3 separate regions of the Gossypium arboreum genome follow, and all the other regions are linked to region 2. Evidence: chromatin contacts called from public Hi-C data. All regions are on one chromosome and are shown on one strand. Each heading gives the region's core, a stretch centred on a gene start, on an enhancer-like site or on the middle of the called end of the contact. The rest is flanking DNA. Distances are from core to core; before and after follow the strand shown. Region 1 holds the start of LOC108458341 (uridine nucleosidase 1-like). Region 2 holds the start of LOC108458297. Region 3 holds the start of LOC108458290 (CAAX prenyl protease 2).

Region 1 (4,513 bases), core at 1,723-4,222, 260 kb after region 2:
GCATGGCTAATTTGCATGTTTTAGGCTTAAGGACTAAATTGAATAAAAGAAAAAACTTCAGGGGGCAATTTTGTAAAAATGTCAAAATGACCAAATTGAAGGGAATGAATTGTTTTATTATCTAAATTAATAAATTGAATAAAATTTTCAATTTAAGATTGGGTGAAAATTGGAAAAATGGTAAATTACCAAAATGTCCCTGAATCTTGATATTTCTGTAATTTCGCTAGGTAAGTTCGTATAACTTGAATTATATTCTTAAACGCTTGAAATGTATTTTTTTTATATGAATATGATTTGAATGTTCATTGTATGAAAATTGATGAAACATTAACATATTTGATAAAAAGGGGAAGAAATCCCGATTAAATGAAAGGAAAATTCGATGGATCTCTGAAAAGGAATTGACGGTAAAAAGGATCTAGCCCGGACGGGTGATCCTATCCTGATATAGCCCTCCCGAAGAATACGTGTAAATGGATTTAGCTTGGACAGGTAATCCAAATTAGGGTCTGAATTTAGCCTGGACTGGTAATTCAAATCCAAGCTCATTAGAGTAATTGTCGTTGTAGGATTTAGCTTTGGACTAGTAATCCCGACAATACTCTATGAGTTTATATTCTGAGGATTTAGCTTTGACTGGTAATCCCTTTGTAAGGATGAGGTTCATGGAGTGTGCTCTCGATATGAAATGTGTAAGACCATGGTTGAAAGATACCATGGCAACCTGATATGAAATGTGTAAGACCATGGTTGAAAGATACCATGGCAACATGACGGGAAATGAATAAGACCATGGTTGAAAGATACAATGGCAACGTGACATGAAATGAATAAGACCATGGTTGAAAGATACCATGGTAACATGACAAAAAATGAGTAAGACCATAGTTGAAAGACACTATGGCATCATGTCAAAGATAAATAAGACCATGGATGGGAGACGCAATGACATCTATTGAACAATTGATATTCAGGTAATATGTATCAGATGACGAATGGTTACATGAAATGGTTGTGTAAAATGTTTACAAGAACCGGTCATATGGAAACATATGTACAAAATAGTTGTATGAAATAATTATGAAGATAGATAAGCGAAATAAGAATAAGTACATGGAATATAATTTATGTTAAGTTTGATATAAATTTTACGGAATAAATATACATAAAATATATGGAAATGATGGAGCATGAAATATTGATATAATGAACTGATTGATATATACTTATGAAGAAACGGTAAGAGAATGATATGTTTCATGGCATGTACATATATGATTATCTTTGATATGTTGATACAAGGAAATTATGTAAGTAAAGATAATTATTAAACTCAAGTGTGACATGTCGAGAAATTAAGTATATCAATATTGAATTTATATGAAATATGTGCAAGTATACTAACAATGATGTTGTTTGACGCTTAGACAAGTGTCAAGCTATTAATTGAATGGTAACATGTTTAATTATAAGAAGCATTGAAATGGTAAGTACTTAGATGAAAATAAAGATTTTGCGAAAATTTTTATGATCCTGATTTAATTCTGGTTAGTTTTTAATGTATGTTTGGGGCTTCAAGGGCCCAATAGAGAGACGTTATGATTATCTTCAAAATATGAATAATAAATGATCAGAATTATCTAAAAATGTTCAGTAAACTCCGGTAATACGTCGTACCTATTCCGGCAATGGATACGGGTAGGGGGTGTTACAAAATGTGCATTTTTAATACATTTTTTTTATAATTTTTGGGATTTTAGTTTTTAGTATATGGTACATGGAATGTCACATCAGTATACTTGTCCGGATGGTACTTCATATGTTATTGTAGATTTTATCAGTCACGTAAGTGTCTATTAATAATCAAATTGATTAATGACAGTTTTCATTATCGGAAGGGCCTAACTAATTTTATTTTAGTAATTGAGAGCTGAATTGATTTTGTTTTAATACTAATAATTTTTAATAAATATTTTTCAATATTCAAAATTTAATAATAAAATAAAAATAATTCAAAAACCAATTTAATAATATAATAAATAATAAAAATTATTTTTATCAATTTAATTTTATTCTAAACTCGTACCTTATATATATTCTAGATAATAGTTCAAATAAATAAAATTTATATGCGTATTATATAACCATAAATATTACATAGAAATAAACAGAAGAAAAATATCACATACAAATTCATATGCATATACGCATCATATAATAATATTAATTATTTAAATATATTATATAATCCAAATACAATATATCTATTAAAACAAACTATATGGATACAATTTTAGATTATATAAAACAAATTTATATTGTGTAAATATGATGCAAAATCATAGTCTACAAATTTATCGTGCCCAAAGTCTTTTATATTGAATTTTCTTGGCCGCCAATGTTGTGAAATTGAAGCATTCAGTTGTTTTGGAATTTCAATATATCTCATAAATAATTCTCAACCTAACAATTCTGTACACAACTTGTTGTATTAAAATTGTTAATTATCTATGTGGTTAAGAATTCAATCATTGTCTTAGATATGGAACAGTTTTAAAATTTATAATAAATATTTATCCATTAATCAACATATAAAATATAGATCATTTATCTCCCAATTATTAAATCTTTCTCATTTAAATGTTGGTCACAATTCCAATTTAATAGTTACATATGAATCTTGATGATTATACATAAAGGATAATATAAAATAGATGCATCATCATCAGCATCGTCTATGAAATTGTACCTTCACCCAACCAATGACTACTTTTTTTAAAATTAAACAACAGGTTGTCCTCCCTTTTTCTGAATAATTATTATTTCTGCTCTGATCCCATACGATACGGTCCAAGATTAGGACCACTCACATTAACCCACGTTGCCATTTACCATTCGCTGTTACAAATCAATTATGCTGACGTCAGCATACCCCCACCTTAAGGCGCTTTAAACTAGTATTAAAGGAGGAAGTAACATCATATCCCATAAACCAAAATAAAACACATCTTTGTTTGGTGTTCTTCTTGGGGGGACTCTCTGTTGGCATCGCAGAGCGGCCTACCTCTTCCTCTTCCTCTTCCTCTACGACAATTAAAACAAGAAATTCAAATCTCTCAATTGTTTTTTTATTCACATCCATATTCATTAAAATCTTAGATTAGATTATTACCACTTTGTGTTTTTCTAATTGCGTTGAATATGGATTATGAATTAAAGAAAGATTGTCACGATGGAATTGTCGTTAATGGCGGAAGCGATGCCCTTTTACTCTCACATGCCAACAGGAACAAGCTCATTATCGATACCGATCCCGGGATTGGTCAGTTTCGCTCCTTTTTATTTATTTACTTTTTCTCTGGTTGGCTGTCAATTTAGTTGCATAAACTAGAATTATAATGAAATAGGAAACAATTTTACTTTTTCAATTTATATTTGTCCTTGGAGTTTTACTTCGGGATAAGCTATAAAGTTTGATTTAAAAAGCTACGTTGACTCTCTCTGTCTATATAGAAAAGTTTTATTCGAGGGGCGTGTGATGAGATCTATATAGGAAAGTTTCGGGTTTTGATATGTATATAATGAAACCGGAAAATTTTTATTAAATTATACAAGGAAGTGAAAACAATATGGAGTGGATTGATTGATTGGCAGGATTAGATATGTAGAGATTTTGTTTGAGTTTGACCCTGAACAATGTATGGATGCGTTTTTCATTTGATTAACAGATGATAGCATGGCGATCTTTATGGCATTTCAAAATCCAGAATATGAGATCTTAGGTTTGACCACCATATTTGGCAATGTCCAAACCGAAGATGCCACTCGTAATGCCTTACTTCTGGTACGTGCTTCTCCTTTCTGGTTTTCATATCATTTGGAATACGTTCATGATTTTATCCTCTTTTCGAGGTGCAAAAGGATAGTGTGAAATCGCAGGGCGTCCTGATGTTCCTGTAGTACAAGGCAGCCCCGAGCCGCTTACGGTAAATGCTTCAGTTTTCCCTTTCCTAAATTACAATGTAATTCCATGGGAATACTAATGGGCCTCGCTGCAATTGTTAACTTGCTTTATTGTGCTTTGATATTCTTCCTTTTTTTTTTTTTTTTTTTTTTGGGGGGCAATTACTATATCTTTTATTTACCATAGCCTAATTGTGGTTGGTTTGTTGGAAAAGGGTGGGAGGCCGAATGTTGCCGACTTTGTTCATGGCTCTGATGGACTGGGGAATATATTCCTATCTCCACCAAAAACTAGCAAATCTGATAAGACTGCCTCTGAATTTTTAGTTGGGAAGGTTTCTGAATATCCTGGTAAAGTATCTATACTTGCACTTGGACCACTCACAAACTTGGCACTGGTAAGACCTTGCTACTCTCTTATCAATTTCCTCCATTTTGGTTATAGGCTTCGCAGGTAAGTGCTTAAACACAGTTTCTCTTTTTTTTTAAATCCAGGCAATCAAAAGGGACTCTTCCTTTGCCAGCAAGGTGAAGAATATAGTTGTAC
Region 2 (4,936 bases), core at 1,028-3,527:
GAATAGGATATTTTGGTGCTCTCAACGACCGCATCAAAAACATATTTAAAATATTAAAAAATTTTAAAAACGTATAAAATTTCTTAAGAACTTATAAAATTCATAAAAATTAAAAATATTAAAATTGATATAAAATATTAAAAAATATAAAAAAATCATAAAAATTTGAACTAGACCTGATCAGTTGGTTGGATTGGTTAGAGTAAAATCAACAAGGGTGTCGGTATAGAGAAAGCCATTAGACCACTTGACCTGGAACCAGGCAGTTGAACCAATTATTTTTTAATGTTTTATTTAATTGAATTAGACGAACCGGTGGAATTGTCAAATTTGTGGCCTGACTAGTTCAACCACCGATTTGGTTCCGAAAATCTTGGTCGGAGTATTTAATATTGACATATGCTAGTAGTTGGATAATGAAATTTTAGTTTGATAGTATCTAATTGTACCAAAAATATTTTATACCATACAATACTAAGCAAACGATTTTCAACTTTTCAAGGTCTAAAATACTCTACTGTACTTAAAAATTTGGAGATAAAAATTATAAAATAAAAGTAATAGTTTATCAATAAAAAAGAGAGGGTCTCTCAATTATTGTTTTATTTTTGGAATATCGAGAACTTATTGTTCAACATGAAAATGACCTTAACGATCTAATGACTATTCCTATTACCAATGATTGGTGTGGTGTTATGTGTTCATTGTGATTTTAAGGATTTAAATGACTATGTCTATATAATTTTTTAATATTTTAATATTTTAATAATTTATTAGAATTTTATATTATTTATAAGTATTTATAAATTTTTATAAGTTTTGTAATATTTTAAATATATCTTATTAATTATATATATTTTAATAATTTATTAAAATTTATTAGATTTTTATAATCTTTACAAGGTTTATGATTTTTTAATATTTTTAATATTTAATAATTTTTATTATTTCTAATAATTTTTATATTTTTCTCTTTTTTGGGTTTTAAAGAATTTTTATATGTTTTAATAAAATTTTAAATATTTTATACATGTTTTATTACTTTTGTAAAATTTTTATAATTTATTATAGTTTATATATTTTAATATTTACAATTTTTATTATTTTTATTATTTTTATAAGTTTATATTGATTTTAAGTTTTAATATTTTTCTGATTTTTATGATTTTTTGTGGGAAAATATTAGATTAAACTAAAAGTTAAAGTGTGTCAACATCTAATTGGTTTGTCGATTTATTTTAACAGTCAACATAGTCAATGGCAGAAATCATTAATGGAGGGGCTTAATTGATTATTTTAGTTAACGACAGAGGTTCAATTGAGTGCAATTTTAATACAGGGACTTAATTGATTTTTCACATTTTCTTAAGAACTTTTTTAACATATAAATAAAAAAATATTATATATTAATGTTGCATGTTAACATAATAATGATAATAAAGCTAACAAGTATTGAGTATAATAATAAGTCATATTGTATTCTCAAGAAGAGAATGATTATTAGAGAAAACAATCACGAATTCTTAACATCAAGCCCATTCTTGAAATATGGTTTTTGAGCCCTTTTAACTTTAGGTCTTAGGCACTTGCACTCTTAAACAACCCCAAAACTAAACTTGCTTAACATAAATTATAAAACTAACAGGAAAAAACATATATAGTAAGAATTAATCACAAATAATATTTAAGGAAGCATCATATTTTAATCCGGAGATATATAATAAAATAACAAACCTTATACACTTAAAAACTTGTTCAATTCTTTAAAAACAACTTCAATTAGCTCTCTCTCTCACACACACACACAAAATAACCCCTTATTCAATTACCAATTTTCTTATATTTTGTAGACATGTATATCGTAGTGTTCTGCTTTTTTGGTGGGATTCATTATTGAATGTGGGATTAAATATTTATTTGTTTAAGTTAGAAATTTAAAGGTTTTATATTTTTATTTTATTTTCAATTCTTTTATTTTTAGTTTAAAATGCAGGTCTATATATTGTTAAATTTATATACATGTAACAAAATAACATCATAATGAATTTAAATTTAATAGGAATATTAACAGTGTCAATAAGTCTTAAAGTTTAACATTAACATTTTAATTGGGATAACAAATTTCAACTAATTAATAAAATTATAAGAGTTGAGGTACCGAATTATTTCAGAATTGAAATATAAAAATTAAATCTCAAATTTAAAAAAGTATAGGATCAAAATTAAAAATTAATTATCCTTATATAATTAAAAAAAAAAACAAATGGAATTGGACAGGCGCCAAGTATGACTTCATAAGCTAAATCAGATCTGAAAAGACATCGGACACGGTGGAGAGTGTCACGTGGGAGCAAAAAGACGATAACTTTCAACTACCAACGGTAACCGTTGGGTGAGGTGTGGAAGCTATTAGGAACGTGGTCTCAACAGTCCAACTACGAAGGAAATGACCCTGGAATGGTAGCTACGCCTAGATGCAGATCTCTTTTAACAAAACCTGACAATAATTAAATAAAGGAAAAAAACAGAAGAAGAAAGCTTTAAAATCCTTTGATGTTGACATGAATGTTACCCCATTCCCTTTTTGACGATCTGTGTACTTGAAGAACAAATTTTATCAAACGATTTTTTTGACAAACAAAAAATGAGCTGGAGTAGTGTCGGCAACTGGTTCAAAACTCAAGTAACTTTGAAGAATTTGTTCAGACTTTTTCTGGGCCAACTTGTTTCTTTCGTTCTTGCACTTATGAGCTTTACTTCTTCTTTGATAGCCAGTCTTGGTAAGCTCAACTTAACCCTCTACTCTTAACTTGCTTCTGGTTATGAAAAATATTCAGATGAATTTGGAATTTTATATTCTTTGTTTGCTCATCAGTGTGTTGGCTTTTTGTCTAGGTGTGGATGCGCCTATCACTCAGACTTCCTTCACTTACTTCGCTTTAGCTGTGGTTTATGGTAGCATCTTGCTCTATAGGGGTCAAAAGCTAAGGGTAATCACTTATCAACTCCACTAATCTTATATTCAAAAGGATTCCTTGATACTTCAATCCTGTTCTGTTTGCAGATTCCTTGGTATTGGTATCTCGCCCTCGGCTTTGTTGATGTTCAAGGGAATTATCTTGGTGAGTCTGTAGTAGTCACTAATATCTCATAACATGATCTCCCAAAAACATGTTCTTAACTGGGGGAAAAAAGAAAGTGGAATATGTCTGATATGTTACTGCAAAAATTACCGTGACAAAAGAGCCATTCCTTTTTCCCTTTTTTTTCTTTTGCAGTTAACAAAGCCTTCCAGTTCTCCTCAATCACTAGTGTGACACTGTTGGACTGCTGGACCATCGTATGGGCAATATTTCTCACATATTTCTTCATAGGCACTAGATATTCTTTATTGCAGCTAGGGGGTGCTGCTCTTTGTGTGCTTGGCCTTGGTCTAGTGCTCCTCTCCGATGCAGGGGTGGGTGGTGGAGGTAACATTCTGGTCTAATGCAGAAGATATTCTTATAGTTATGGAACTCTGTTTCTTTATGGATGTTTTAATTCGTAAACAGCACGCCATTACTGGAAGTCATTCGAATTTTCCGGAGTGAAGTACTTGTTTCTCTGCACATGCAGGTGGTTCGAAACCAATTCTTGGAGATGCACTAGTAATTGCTGGCACTCTCTTCTTTGCCATGAGCAATGTTGGTGAGGTTGGTGAATCTATTGAACTATTACACCATTAGTTCTGTATCTAATGGCAACCTCAAGATTATTTGTCTTAGCTATCTGCTTTTTCATTTCTAAATTGCAGGAATTTTGTGTTAAGAAGAAAGACCGAATCGAAGTGGTTTCGATGATTGGTCTTTTTGGGATGCTATTGAGCGGTGTCGAGTTGTATCCTTTATGCTTGGTAGCATATGGTTAATTTATGACTTTTGAATTGAATCTGCAATTTGGCATTGCAATTATATATATATATATATATTTTTGAGTCCATAACCTTTGGCTTAGATCCATATTTGAGCTAAAGAGTCTGGAATCTGTAACATGGTCTACAAATATAGTAAGTGACCTATGATCTATTCTTATAGGAATATGCCATGCAGTAGAAGTATATATCAGTTCCATTTTTAGGCCAGATTTAAGAATTTAGCTCACAAACAACTAATTAAGCACTATTACAAGTTTCATGATGCTGTATTTAGCCTTATTAAAACATTCATATATTGTGTTTGATTATTGCTTTGCCAAGTTACATTCTCTATTGTGGTTCTGTTTTCAGATACTAGGCTTTGCTGGATATACCTTTTCAAGTTTCATGTTCTACACTATCACGCCCTTTGTTCTCAAGGTGACTTGCTTTTCATCAATGGCTATATAAAGGTTTAAATGGGCATTAATAGAGGTATTTTTCTCACAGTTGAGTGGAGCCACGATGTTTAATCTGTCGCTGTTAACGTCTGATATGTGGGCGGTGGTGGTTCGCATCCTTTTCTATCGCCAGCAGGTACAATTTTCATGTTTAATCATTGAGCAAATGGCACGGATTTCCTTGTGAAAAAAAAAAGGTAAGAAAAATGGTTGTTTTGAAATAATTATTGCAGGTTGATTGGCTATATTTTGTTGCATTTGGAGTTGTAGTGATCGGACTCGTCACCTATTCGACAACGTAAGATTTCAGACTTGTAAAAAGTTGTATAGGAAATAAAAGATGAAATAACTGTGATTGCTGGTTTTGTAATAGTGAAAAGGTCCCTGCAACGGTGGTTGAGGATGGAAGCCAGAGTGTTGAATACCAAGAGCTTAATGCTGAATCAAGAGACGAGTGTTGAGGTTCATGTCCAAAATGGGAACAACTGCGTGCAGGCAGGTGCTTTTGTTAAATGCCATTTCTTTCCTATCTAATTACCACCAAATATTGTCGGTTGGTATTGTAATCAACTGGCCACTTCTT
Region 3 (4,368 bases), core at 1,659-4,158, 260 kb before region 2:
TATCTCATTTTGGGAGCTAATAATACTGTCTTGTCGGAATCCACCGTCAATTACAAAATTATTTTCAACTTAACTAAAATTTAACTCCATATTCTACTTAACTTAACCACTAATTATCTTTCAATTAATAATTTTGTCTATAACATAGAAATATTTATAAGGGTTAAAGTGAATTGGATCAAATTAGTCTTTCTATTATTAATCTGTATCAATTTAGTCTTTATATTATCATAAATTCAAAACGTAATAAAGTTTACATTTATTGTATTACATTTATTGTATACAAAATATTTTGAATTTTTTTCCAATTGTTGTTTAATTCCAAACAAAAGATTTCATTTACAAAATCATAAAACTTTTAAAAATATATTAACTCATTAAACAAGAAATGATACTTTTTAAACAGCAAATGTTAACTCTACTCCAATTTGGTCTTTTTTTTTAATTTTTTTAATAGTACATAGACTAAATAGATCCGTTTAATAGTAGAAGAGCTAATTTGATCAGATCCCTATAATAAAGGGACCTCTTGAGTACATTCACCTATTTATAAGTTAAGCAGATACAAAAACTATCGAAATAGTAACTTAATCTAATGATAAGAAAATTATATTTGAATTTCATAACATACACATTAATTTTTAACATAAATGCTTGCATTGTGCTAGAGTCATGGGTCACAAATCTAAGCCTGTGACGAATATGCACAGAATGTCCTATGGAGGTCAATTGATTAAATGAGGCTCATTGGACCCACTTGTACTGGCCTGATTCGTGGAACAAATGGAGAAACCCATCTACTTGAAGCATCGGTAGCCTAATGAAACACTCTAGTAAAACTAGAGTTACCAAGGTAATTATTGTAATTCCTAAAGGATAAGAATGTATAGAGTTTAAATCCCTTAGGACTATCATATTGTAAATAGGCATTGATCGCGCCCCGACGTTCGTGCCCCGAGGCTATGAATCAACACAAATAGAATCAATAATCTAGTAGTGTACTACAAGCATGATAGGTCAATTTTAATATTTATAGTGTTACAATAGAACATCTCGAGTATTCTAATGATTGAACCTAAGAGAGTTCGGGGACAATGTGATTAATGTGAAGCAAGCATGCAAGTAGGAAGTCTATGTAATTACTCACTAAGTATTATATTACGACAAATCATAATCAAGGGGTAACTACACTACTTAACTATCTAACGCTAAGAAGGACAAAATTATAAAATAGTGAAAAATACGCAATTAAAAATTCAATAAACACAAGTGGTTGGTTGACTTCCATGTTGATGATTAGTGTATGGATTAGGGAACTAAAAATCTTAAACTTCTAATTGGTTCAATTTTACCTCTCGGTCACTATTTTATCAAATTAGACGATTTAGTCCGGTTTATCTCTCGATCTCACCGAACTAACTCTAAACAATCAAATTGGTTCTCAATAAGCTCTCCTCTTGGTATCATCTACCTAAATATTCACCTAGAGTCGTCAATTCTAAGTTTTGAAGTTTATTTGATTTAGTCCAATTTTTCATCCTACTTTAACATCCTACCTCAATTTGAAGTTTTTTCAAATTGAGTCGAGTGAAATGAAATTCAAGTCGAGTCAAATCAAGTGAAATTTTTAGAATTAAATTTTAAAAAATTAAACATGCCAATATCGATCATAGTCAATCAACGGTCAGTTAACACCAATCAAAGTCACATGATATATTTCTATAATTTTTATTACATTTTTATTATTATTTTTTTTTATAATTTTTATTTATTTTTTAGAATCTATTTTTATTTTTATTACATATAGATGCCACATGGCACTTTCTTATTGGATTGAAGTGCCATATGGCACATTCTAATTGAGTTGTGCCACGCGACACTTTCTAAATTTTTTTTTTTTATAATTAGAACCAAATTGATAGAATGTGTAAAATAAAAATTAAACTAAAGGAATGTGTAAGCATTTAGGTTAAATTTGTTGAATTTTTTTAATAATTAGGACCAAAATTAATAGAATGTGTAGCATGTTAAGGGCTAAATTTGTTGTCATACCAATCAAAAGTTTGTCATGTCATTATTCGGTCTAGTGACTAGTGCATTTTAACGGTGGAGTGACTAAAATAGGAAATTAACTTAATGAGAGTGACTAAATTAACAAAAACAAAATTGGGTGACTGAAATAAGAACACGCTAAAACTTGGGTGACTGTATGAGTAATTTACCCAAAAAATTATCATGGCAGCTAAAGGTGAGCGTTGGTTCGAATCAAGCGAAAATTTCAAGTTAATCGAGTTATCAAGTTGACAAGTCTCATTTTATCATCTTAACTCGATTTGAATTTTTTTCTTAATCGAGTCGAGTAAAATGAAATTCGAGTCAAGTCAAATTAAATCGAGTGAAATTGTTCAAGTTAAATTAAAAAAAACTAAACATGTCAAATAAAAATCTTATTACAATATAACTAATTTCATGTTAGAGCACATAAATTTGAAAATATATATATTTGAAAACCTTTTCAATACAATAAGAGAAAAAAATATTTTAATATGATAAAGTTAAATTATTAATTTACTTATTTAGGTCTCAGAAATATTATCTTATAAATGTTTTTAAAATTTTAATTTTTATATAGTTTAGATTAATTTTTTATTTTCAAAATTAGAAGGAAACAACAAGACATTTATATTAATATGTTATTTGAATTATTTAAATTTTAAAATTTAAATCCACTCAAACTTGAAATTTGAATAACTTTTTCAAGTTAATTAAAAAAACTTAATAATTCAATTTGATTAAGTAAAAATTCAAAAAAGAAAATCAATTTTTTTGGAATGGTTTCGCCTGGGAGCTGACTGGAAATAAAGTGTTAATGAGGGGTTCTTTTCGGCCCAAATTTACTTTGAGGCTTTGAAGTGACCCAAAAACCCTCAAACAAGAACCGCCCCAAGTCAAAACCCGAAGCCCCTTCTCACTGAAAGGGTATCAAACGGAGAAGATATTGAACCGGAACCGGCTTTTCTTTCCCCCCTTCTCTTCCTCTCTCCGGCGATCCTAGCTGCCGCCTCTTCGAATCCAGACATGGAAGAGAGCGAAGGTAGGTTATCGAAGCTAGTAGCGGTGATTGCTTGCATCGCTATGACACTGTTTTATGTTTCTATTCTTTATGCTCCTACTCTGATCCTCCGCCTCCCGCCTCCCCAATCCTACGAGAATTTCATGATCCGACGGTTCATTTGCGCCGCCGTTTGCTCCGTCGCGTCCGTTATTTTCTGTGCTTTCGTCCTTCCGGTATACCTATTTCCTTTGTCTCTCATTTTTATTTCACTCATTTATTATTATATAATTATGAACTAAGTTGAGATTTCTGTCATTCTGTGAAGTAAGTGGAAACTTAATTCATTGAGCTAAAAAGTGAACTCATATATAATTAGAGATGAGCGAAATATTGAATTGTTAACATGCATTGAACTAAAGCCATTTAACATTTTCATGTGAATGTAAAATCATCCATTTTGCGTTTTACAAAAGTGCTATTATTTGTTTTTATATCCAAAACACGTTTGTTCCTTTTTTTTATTATTCTAACAATGTTCGATTATGCGTAGATAACAGGTGGGGAGGCATCTTACTCGTTTGGGGTTTATGGCATTCGATCGGATCATTTTGTAAGAATCATACTTATGGAGTATATTTCCTACATTTTTGTTATGGATTTATTATTTATGTTTATGATCTGCTGGTTCAAAATCAGTTCTTGAAATGCAATTTTATGTGTGAAACAGTGGCAAGCAATCGTCTTTCCTCTTTTCTTGACTTCTCTTATGTATGCTGGATCTTTGATATTCAAGTCCATGTTATTGGTAAATAAGTGGAAGGAGCATAGACATCAAGAGGGAGAGCCACTGTTAGGTTGTATAAAAAGTACCCTTCTTAGCCTCCCGGTCCAGATGTCTTCAGTAACTTCCAATGTTTTATTCTGGAGGAATTTTATTGTGGTTAGTATGCTTACCACTTAAATTTCTTCATCTTTTGGGTGAATGCAAATAATTGTAAGGTCTATAAATAGGGTGTGTTTGCAATATTTTATTGTTGAAAAGGTTGCATTGTGCTTGCTTATTCTAGAAAGTAGTCTTGCAAATGGATTGAATATTGTGTTACATGTCCTGCTTATTGTTCAATGTTTAACAATCCTTCTTAGGAGAACAGCAATAATTGAAAATTAGAAGGAAATTTTCGAAATTGTTCCCTGTTTCTTCAGTCTTCATTCCTTAATAGTACTTTAATGAACAGGCACCAGTGACAGAGGAGTTGGTGTTTAGAGCATGTATGATTCCTTTACTTCTTTGTGGGGGATTTAAAGCATACAAT

Evidence for each region. A called contact is a pair of places that touch in the nucleus more often than the background predicts.
Region 1: a contact with region 2 is called in a Hi-C map of leaf, with 2.9 times the contacts expected there. The contact joins the promoter of LOC108458341 here to the promoter of LOC108458297 in region 2. A contact is called at or near these places in 2 of 5 Hi-C or Micro-C datasets (both in leaf).
Region 3: a Hi-C map of leaf shows a contact between it and region 2, with 5 times the contacts expected there. The contact joins the promoter of LOC108458290 here to the promoter of LOC108458297 in region 2. A contact is called at or near these places in 2 of 5 Hi-C or Micro-C datasets (both in leaf).

Annotation. Positions count from the first base shown.
Region 1 is chr4:79,712,978-79,717,490 of ASM2569848v2, reverse strand. LOC108458341 (uridine nucleosidase 1-like) reads left to right here and starts at 2,972. Exons shown (of 9, transcript XM_017757697.2): 1 at 2,972-3,325; 2 at 3,732-3,847; 3 at 3,930-3,989; 4 at 4,182-4,364; 5 at 4,462-4,513. The coding sequence starts at 3,205.
Region 2 is chr4:79,976,103-79,981,038 of ASM2569848v2, reverse strand. It overlaps LOC108458297, which reads left to right and starts at 2,277. Exons shown (of 12, transcript XM_017757644.2): 1 at 2,277-2,780; 2 at 2,896-2,990; 3 at 3,065-3,122; 4 at 3,279-3,470; 5 at 3,616-3,692; 6 at 3,794-3,876; 7 at 3,994-4,045; 8 at 4,265-4,333; 9 at 4,403-4,489; 10 at 4,587-4,651; 11 at 4,727-4,852. The coding sequence starts at 2,645. The coding sequence ends at 4,814.
Region 3 is chr4:80,234,160-80,238,527 of ASM2569848v2, reverse strand. It overlaps LOC108458290 (CAAX prenyl protease 2), which reads left to right and starts at 2,908. Exons shown (of 7, transcript XM_017757636.2): 1 at 2,908-3,288; 2 at 3,606-3,665; 3 at 4,291-4,368. The coding sequence starts at 3,079.